Regions from separate parts of the Mus musculus genome. Here region 2 is linked to region 1. A link is a contact called in public HiChIP or PLAC-seq data. All regions are on one chromosome and are shown on one strand. Each heading gives the region's core, a stretch centred on a gene start, on an enhancer-like site or on the middle of the called end of the contact. The rest is flanking DNA. Distances are from core to core; before and after follow the strand shown.

Region 1 (3,895 bases), core at 860-3,359:
AAGGACAATACTTAGACCAGTCTCCCACCACCCTGCCCTATCATTTTACTTCAGTCTCTTTAATTTGACCTTATAAACAGCTGCACAAACCATATGTTCCACCAAAAAAAAGAAAAGAAAATCTATGAATTTAGCTAAGTTTTTAAGGATTAAAAAAAGGAACAATAATGCATTATCAAGAAGACATTTGGCAATGTCTCTTTATTCCCTGTCGTGTGTGCCTGGTTTTTGATATCATCAAAAATATTCTTAATTATTCTGCCTAATATCAACAACTACTTTGCAAATTTGGCACTTTTTTCTATTTTCCTTTGAGTTTCAACATAATAATACTTATTCCTTAAATTGATTGCAAAATTAATTATTGAGTTCAGAATATAAAGATGTTACAGAAGAGTTTGTTAAATAATATTTTTTCTAGCAAAAAGCCACAAAAATTCCAACTTTATCACCCTCAGTTAGTTCTAGCCTAGAGAGATAATGTCTGTATACTTTATTATTGTTCTTACAGACAGCAGTTATCTCAAGGAGATTGCTTTAATCTGAGCTTTCAGACAATTTTGAGGTGTTTAATTATACACATACATTAAGGGAGAAATGAACTAGCTTAAAAGTGAGAAACACTCCGAGAGTTTCCTCTTGCTGGATTAAAAATGTAGGTACTTAATAATTGCTTTATTAGATCCTGGAAAACAAACAAACAAATAAAACATGATCATCCAAAGATTTGTGTTCAGTAACGCAATACTGCTTTGGAAATTAATTCCTCTTAGCTGGAACTTCAGCTTTATTGTACTAACCTAGGTGGATGACATCATCTTAGATCATGAATATCATCTATAGCCAGGCTCTAAAATATCCCAAGACCTGAGATAAGAGCAAGGGACAGAACACATGAATCTTGTCCATTGGCACTCTGGGGAATCAGCAAAAGCCAGATGTTTAAAGTTCTTGAGCCAACATCTGTCTCTTTAGAAATGTTCCTCAAGCCATAGCTGTGTGCAGAGATGGCAATCCCTCAAATGCAGAAAGGCCCCCTCCTTGGGCTTGTGAAGGCTCCATGTCCCAGAGTAGGGGAATGCTAGGGTGGTGAGGTGGAAGTGCATGGATGCATGGAGGAACACCCTCATAGAAGCAGAGGGAGGGGATAGGGAGTTTGTGGAGAGGAAACCAGGTAACAGAGTAACAGTTGAAATGTAAATAAATAAAATATACAATAAAAATGTAAAAAAGGAAAGAAAGAAAGAAAGAAAGAAAGAAAGAAAGAAGGAAAAAGAAAGAAAGAAAGAAAGAAAGAGGAAAGAAAGGAAAAAGGAAAGAGGAAAGAGGAAAGGAAAGGAAAGGAAAGGAAAGGAAAGGAAAGGAAAGGAAAGGAAAGGAAAGGAAAGGAAAGGAAAGGAAAGGAAAGGAAAGGAAAGGAAAGGGGAAAGGGAAAGGGAAAAGGAAAGGAAAGGGAAAAGGAAAGGGAAAAGGAAAAGGAAAGGGAAAGGGAAAAGGAAAAGGAAAAGGAAAAGGAAAAGGAAAAGGAAAAGGAAAAGGAAAAGGAAAAGGAAAAGGAAAGGGCCTTCTTTCTCTGCCCTTGGTAGCTCTCAATCTGTAACTCAATATGTTCAAGAAAATGTGATCCAGAGGCTTATTCATTCAAGAAATGGGAGAGGAAGAATCACATAACAGTGATTCACTTCAAGAATCAATTTCTTTAGCGGGATAAACATTGGCTAGCAGTTGAAAAACAAGCCTAGTGAGTAAGGCTGGGCTAAAGCAAACCAGACACAGGAAAACAAAATGGGGATGACTTTGAGTCTGGACCTAGAAACTCATGTAAGTCATTCCAGGACTTAGACTTGGGTCGCTTGCTTTTCACTCTTGGCTCTTTCATTTACTGATTATAATATCTGGGGTGAATTACTTCACCATTTCTTAGGACCTTGTAAACTGAAAATAAGAACAGCATCTATTCCAGTACAGTTAGTGAGGATTACATGAGTTAAAGCCTGTCAAGAGTTGAGACTGGAGCTTGGCCCATAGCAAGCTCTGCATATGTGTTTGTTAAGTCAACAAATTCCTGCTCTGAGGCAAGCACGTCACTCCTCGCTGTGTACACACAAAGCACGCAAAGGCTGATGCTGAGGCAATAAATCCTTCTGAGAAAGAAAAGCACAGATCCACACAGCCTTCATTTCAGAATTGCTCATGTTGCTTCCAGACATTGGCTATTTAATCCTCCCAGAACAACCAGAGGGAATTTACACAAATAAACTTCTCCATTTACAGAAGAGAAAGCAACTACACAGTAAGATGGTATGTTTTCCTTGAGTTTGCCCAAGGAGTTCAGCTTCTCTAAATGCTTCCTTCTGTCCTAGGTCCCTTTGCTCCTAAGCAGAAAGAAGTAACAACAACAGAAAAAACAACGACAACAACAAACAAAACTTTAAATATGAGATGTCAAATAATGTATAGGAAAAATGCCTTCACTATGCAATATTTATACAACTTTTGAAAGTTAGAATTCATTCTCTGTCTACTACAGGAAGCTAAAAAAGCGCTGTTAATGGAACTTAAGTTTCCATTTCAGTTTAATAAGTGGGCATGGAACTCAACATTGAAGCTTGGCTTAAAATAATAATAATATCATGAATGTGGGTTCTGTTTAAATTAATATAAATGTGATCATTCTCTTTTCTGTCAGTGTATGGAAAACTGTTTAGTAGGTAAGTCTGGGAGAATATGAAGTTGTGAGTCATTCTGAACAGAGTGTGTTCATACATGATCAACAAGCTAAAAAGGCAGGAATGAATGTGAGGAGGATTTGGGTAGAGCTGACCAGACTGCCGTATTCAACTTTCCCCTCCAAACAGTGCCTTAGTGAGCTTTGAAAAACAATAATCTTTGTCCATAAAAGTTTCTTCAGGACAACTCCTGTTTGTGCAAGAAGTTTTGGATTTTTACCCAGTGTACAAAATTGTCATAAAGGGGCAGGAGAAAAAATAGGCAGGAGAGGGAAGGAGGGGTGGAAGCACGTATGGCAAGAAATAAAGATTTTTACTAAAAGCTTCTATAAGTAATTTTCTTGCTAAGGCATGTTTTAGGGGACAAAAACTTCATAGTTTCAAATACCAAACAATGTATGTTTATTACACAAACTTAGGATTAAGTAATTAAATAAAAATCTAGAAGACAATTAAACTCACTATATTTCTAGTTCTCTGTTACATATGGCTACCTTTGACATGCAATACACATTACCTATTTCTGTAAATTCAAAGAAAAAATTTAGTTCATATTTTAACCTTTGAGCGTTTCATACATGTTTATAATGAATTTTACTCATTCTCACCCACCCTAATTATCCTATCCCATACCCCTCTTTCTCCTAAAAGCATTGTTCTTTCCAACAACTTCAGTGTTTTTCCTATTTTTATGCTGTGTGTGTCACTAAATTTAAACAAAGTTACCCACTAGGCATTGCGGTGATTATTTACCCAATCATGGGCAACCTACTAGTGGTCACACCACAGAAGAAAGTGACATTCCTCTCCACAACTAACCTTAATTGCCAACACTTCACCTACCTATGATGAAGTATTGATGGCTAAATAGTGTGTAGGTCTTTTTCTTCCAATAACATTTAAAATGTGTGCATCCCCTATACCGTGTGCAGAAGATACTGTTTCACAGCACCCATCCCCAGCTGCTGGCTCTTACATTCTCTCTGTCCTCTCTTCCACCTTTGGGGACAGAGCTAAAGGTGGCCCATTTAGAACTGAGCACTCCACAAACTCTTTGTCTACTTTGACCAGTTGTGGGTCTGTCTATCAACTATATTAACATCTGTCCACTACAAAACAGAAAACTTTTGTCTGTGTTTTGCTTTCTTCTGGATTATTTTTTAAAG
Region 2 (3,895 bases), core at 952-3,451, 250 kb after region 1:
GGATTAGGAAGAAAGGGACATGCATTAATTAACTTTTTTGCTATTGTGACAAAATACCCAGATTTAAAAAACAAAAACAACACCTTAAGGAATGAAGGATTTATTTTGGCTCACAGAGAGTACAGTTTATCATATTGGGAAGAGACTGGTGTCAAGACTTTAAGGTTGTTCTCCACATTACACCAAGACCTTAAAGTCACTCTCCACATTGCATCCATAGTTGAGAACCGAGAGCCATAATGCTAGCACACAGCTAACTTGATCCTTTCCATATAGTACCAAACACATTTAGAATAGGTCTCCCCACCTCAATTAACCTAATCAAAATAAACCTTCATAGGCATGCCCAGAAGCTCGTCTCCCAGGTTATTCTAAATCCCATCAATTTGACAATCGAGGTCAGCCATCACAGAAAATGACACGGTCATTGATGGATGTGAACTGGGAGAATGGTATGATGCGCACACATGCGAATCCTACTTGGGATGAGGTTGGCTGTTTCTATTGGGAGTTCTGACTTAACTCAGCAGCTGTGACACACAGATGAGGCCTTAAGAGCAGACCCCTGCCTGACCTTCCTCATCTGTTCCTCTGCCTAGAACTTGATAATTCTGTGAAGTGATTATCCCCTCCATATGCCATACCTGCCAGAAATTACGTTAACTGCAGATACAATGGCTCCCAAGTGCAGACAGTATGCACACCACCCTGATTCCCTTCTCCAGAGGTTAGACTGTCTTCAGCCCAATGGGGCTAGGAATTGGAGGCAGGCATGAAGTTTGTATTGACATATAGTTCTGTCTGGTGAATCTGTATTCTTGGAATTACTTGCCCAGGTAATGGAAAACCACCTGTCTATAACTCCTCCGCAAGAACAAGAAATTAATACTTAACTATTATTCTAGTTTGTTTTCTGTTGCTGTTATAAGAGTACTCTGACCAAATGCAACCTGGGGAGAAAAGGGTTTATTTCATCTTATACTTTCAGGTCACTGTCCATTATAGAGGGAATTCATGTCAGTAACTAAAGCAAAAAACATGGAGGAACACAGCTTACAGGCTTTCTCACTGGCCTGCGCTCAGCCTTTCTTATACAGTCCAGAACCGCCTGCTTCATGACAGTACCGCCTTGGCCTATACATCAATTAGCAATCATGACAATACACCGCAGACATGCTCACAGGCTAATCCAGGGGAAGCAGTTCTTCCACAGAGGCTCCCTTGTCTCAGGTGACTTCTCAGATGTATCAGATTAAAAAGAAAAACCTAACCAGAACAGCCATCAAGAAGGCCCTTCAGTCTCTTAATATGTGTCTTAGTTAGGGTTTCTATTGCTGTAAAGAGACACCATGACCAAGGCAACTCTTATAAAGGACAACATTTAATTGGAGCTGGGTTACTGGTTCTGTGGTTTCATTCATTATCATCAAGGTGGGAAACATGGCAGTGTCCAGGCAGGCATGGCACCAGAGGAGCTGAGAGTTCCACATCTTGATCGGAAGGCCAATAGAAGACTGGCTTCTTAGGCAGCTAGCTAGGAGGAGGGTCTCAAAGGCCACCCCCACAGTGACACACTTCCTCCAACAATGGCTCACGGACCACAAAGCCCTCAGCTGTGTAGGTGTCTGCCTGTAATTATGCCCAGAAGCTTAATTGCCTACAGGTTCTTAATTACATTGCCTTTATACATTTGCCTTCTGATTTTACTTCTTCTCTTACCCTTGGCTACATTTTCGCCACCCGTTCCCAGTCTGTCTGGAGTGAACCCATGAATAGCTAGCTGACGGGACTTTTCATATTTTATTCCTGTAGGATTCTGTGGGAAAGGGTGTCAAGGCCTCCCATTGGGTTCCTGGGTGTGAAACCGGTCCATTAAACATTCATTTAGGGCTGCTTCAAATAAAAAGAGTTGCCTTAAATCACCCAGGGTTGTTTACTGCAGAACACAGTATTTCCTCTGAAACACAGAAGTAACTACAGCCATGTGTATCTTTAATGTCTTGTCTGAGCCAGATTTCTGCGTTCTATGCACTGAAAGTACCAAGTGGCCAGCCTGGCGAGGAGCCAAACAGTAATGTTTCCTTTTGCTGTTGTTGAAACAGGCATTCAGGAAAACGATTGAGCACAATAAGGGCCTTCCTGTTCCGGCAGGCGGGTGGCCCTGTGAACTGCCTCCCCCCTAACTTGGGGTGAGTCATACCAGTGTGCTGTGAGCTTCCTTCTCCTTTGTCAATAAACTCTCTCTGAGGCCGCTGCCAGCGACAAGGGATGATGTAGGGCCAGGCCAGATTGTAGATTCTGTACTCACATTCAGACTCTCAGCATTCATTTTCCTCTCAGAGCACCACAGGATACCTAAGCTCAGCAAAGTCAAGGTTCACAAGAGCAATTTCAGAACCGTTCTGATTGACCAAGATATTGCCTTGCTATGGGTTGGTTGCCCTCTAGTCAGGAAGTCAGGTCTACAAAGCCAGACACAGAAAGGGCACCTTCCATGAAGGATAGTTGGTGGCTGGTTGGGAGTGGTAAGAGTGACTGGCAGCGCTCACATAATTGTCTATTTCCTCATTCTCTCTTCCTACCCCTGTTCTCTTCCTCTCCTTTTTTTGTTCTCCTTTTGCTCTTCTTCTCCCTCCTCCTCCTCCTCCTCCTCCTCCTCTTCTTTCCCTTCTTTCTTCTTTCTTTTTCTTCTCCTTCTCCTCCTTCTCCTCCTCCTCCTCCTCCTCCTCCTCCTCCTCCTTCATCTGAGACAGATCTTGCTATATATCTCTGCCTGACCTCTGACCTGTTCAAGATCCTCTTGCCCCATCTCCCTCCTGAGTACTATTTTACAGAAGAACAGGACCATGTTGGTTTCATGATGTCTCCCTTATTCTTTCTCCCTCAGAGTCTCCATGCCCTATTTGTAGGTCATTGTAAGACATATTGCCACTGAGACAGTATAAAAGCCAGATGACCCTTCAAATGATGCTTGGTAGACATGGAAAACTTAGCATCACTCTCCAGACTTTGCTCTAGGGGCCAATATCAGAGCTGCTTAGGCAAAGATGAGCAAGATGGGAACTGTCTGAAGCACTGCTTTTCCTACGCTAAAGGAGTTCCTATTAATCATTATTACATTTTAATAAAGTTAGTTTTTACTCAAGCACTATTTCATCCTCAAGGATTTGATTCTTATCAGTGACTTTTTTATGTCCTCAGACTTTTCTGTTTCCTCTCTCTAATATGGGGGTGAAAATAGGAGTTATTTTGCAAAATAGAAGTCAAATGAGATACTTATATGGGCAGTTTTACTTATTCTCCTATCCAGTGCTCAGTAAAGGTAGTTATGGTTACAACTGTGAATACAACTACTAATAAATAAACCAAACAATCACCATTGGTTTTATTTGGGGTCTAGCAAACCTTTGTTTGCCCGATATTGAAGTATAAAGTCATGCCTTAAGAAGGTGTGGTTTCAGGCCGGGCATGCTGGTGCACGCCTTTAATCCCAGAACTTGAGAGGCAGAGGAAGGCGAATTTCTGAGTTCGAGGCCAGCCTGGTCTACAGAGTGAGTTCCAGGACAGCCAGGGCTACACAGAAAAACCCTGTCTCAAAAAAAAAAAAAAAAAAAGTGTGGTCTCACTCTTGTGCCAAAATAGAACAGTGCTTCCAAATGGAAGATGATTGAATACTATTTTTTCCAATCATAACTGAGAATATTTTTAAAGGTCTCAGGGAGGTAAAGTCAGGATTTCCTCTGACAATTAAAATAATTGCCTCAATTGATCCCTAGAAGATTATATTTTGTGACAACCAATCCCTTAAGCAAATCAGCTAGAGTAAATAAAATTACTAATTTTTGCTCCAAATAATTGTTCCATTTATACACTAACGGGCTGTGCTGTGATGATA

Evidence for each region. HiChIP or PLAC-seq counts read pairs in DNA pulled down with a chosen protein or histone mark.
Region 2: a contact with region 1 is called in a FOXA1 HiChIP or PLAC-seq map of pancreatic cancer cells. The contact joins two enhancer-like sites. A contact is called at or near these places in 4 of 484 Hi-C or Micro-C datasets (the HPC-7 cell line, adipose-derived mesenchymal stem cells, brown adipocytes and 1 more) and 1 of 115 datasets of contacts at active chromatin or transcription factors (pancreatic cancer cells).

What each region holds. Positions count from the first base shown.
Region 1 is chr1:81,902,167-81,906,061 of GRCm38.p6, forward strand. No RefSeq gene overlaps it. Among named protein-coding and RNA genes, the nearest start is that of Mir6344, 230 kb to the right of the region's middle. Within about 2 kb of position 2,110, at least 43 of the 459 cell types and tissues checked have an H3K27ac peak or open chromatin away from gene starts, as enhancers often do. A contact at or near this core is called in pancreatic cancer cells and uterus, where this site is marked.
Region 2 is chr1:82,148,835-82,152,729 of GRCm38.p6, forward strand. No RefSeq gene overlaps it. Among named protein-coding and RNA genes, the nearest start is that of Mir6344, 19 kb to the left of the region's middle. Within about 2 kb of position 2,202, at least 134 of the 459 cell types and tissues checked have an H3K27ac peak or open chromatin away from gene starts, as enhancers often do. A contact at or near this core is called in pancreatic cancer cells and uterus, where this site is marked.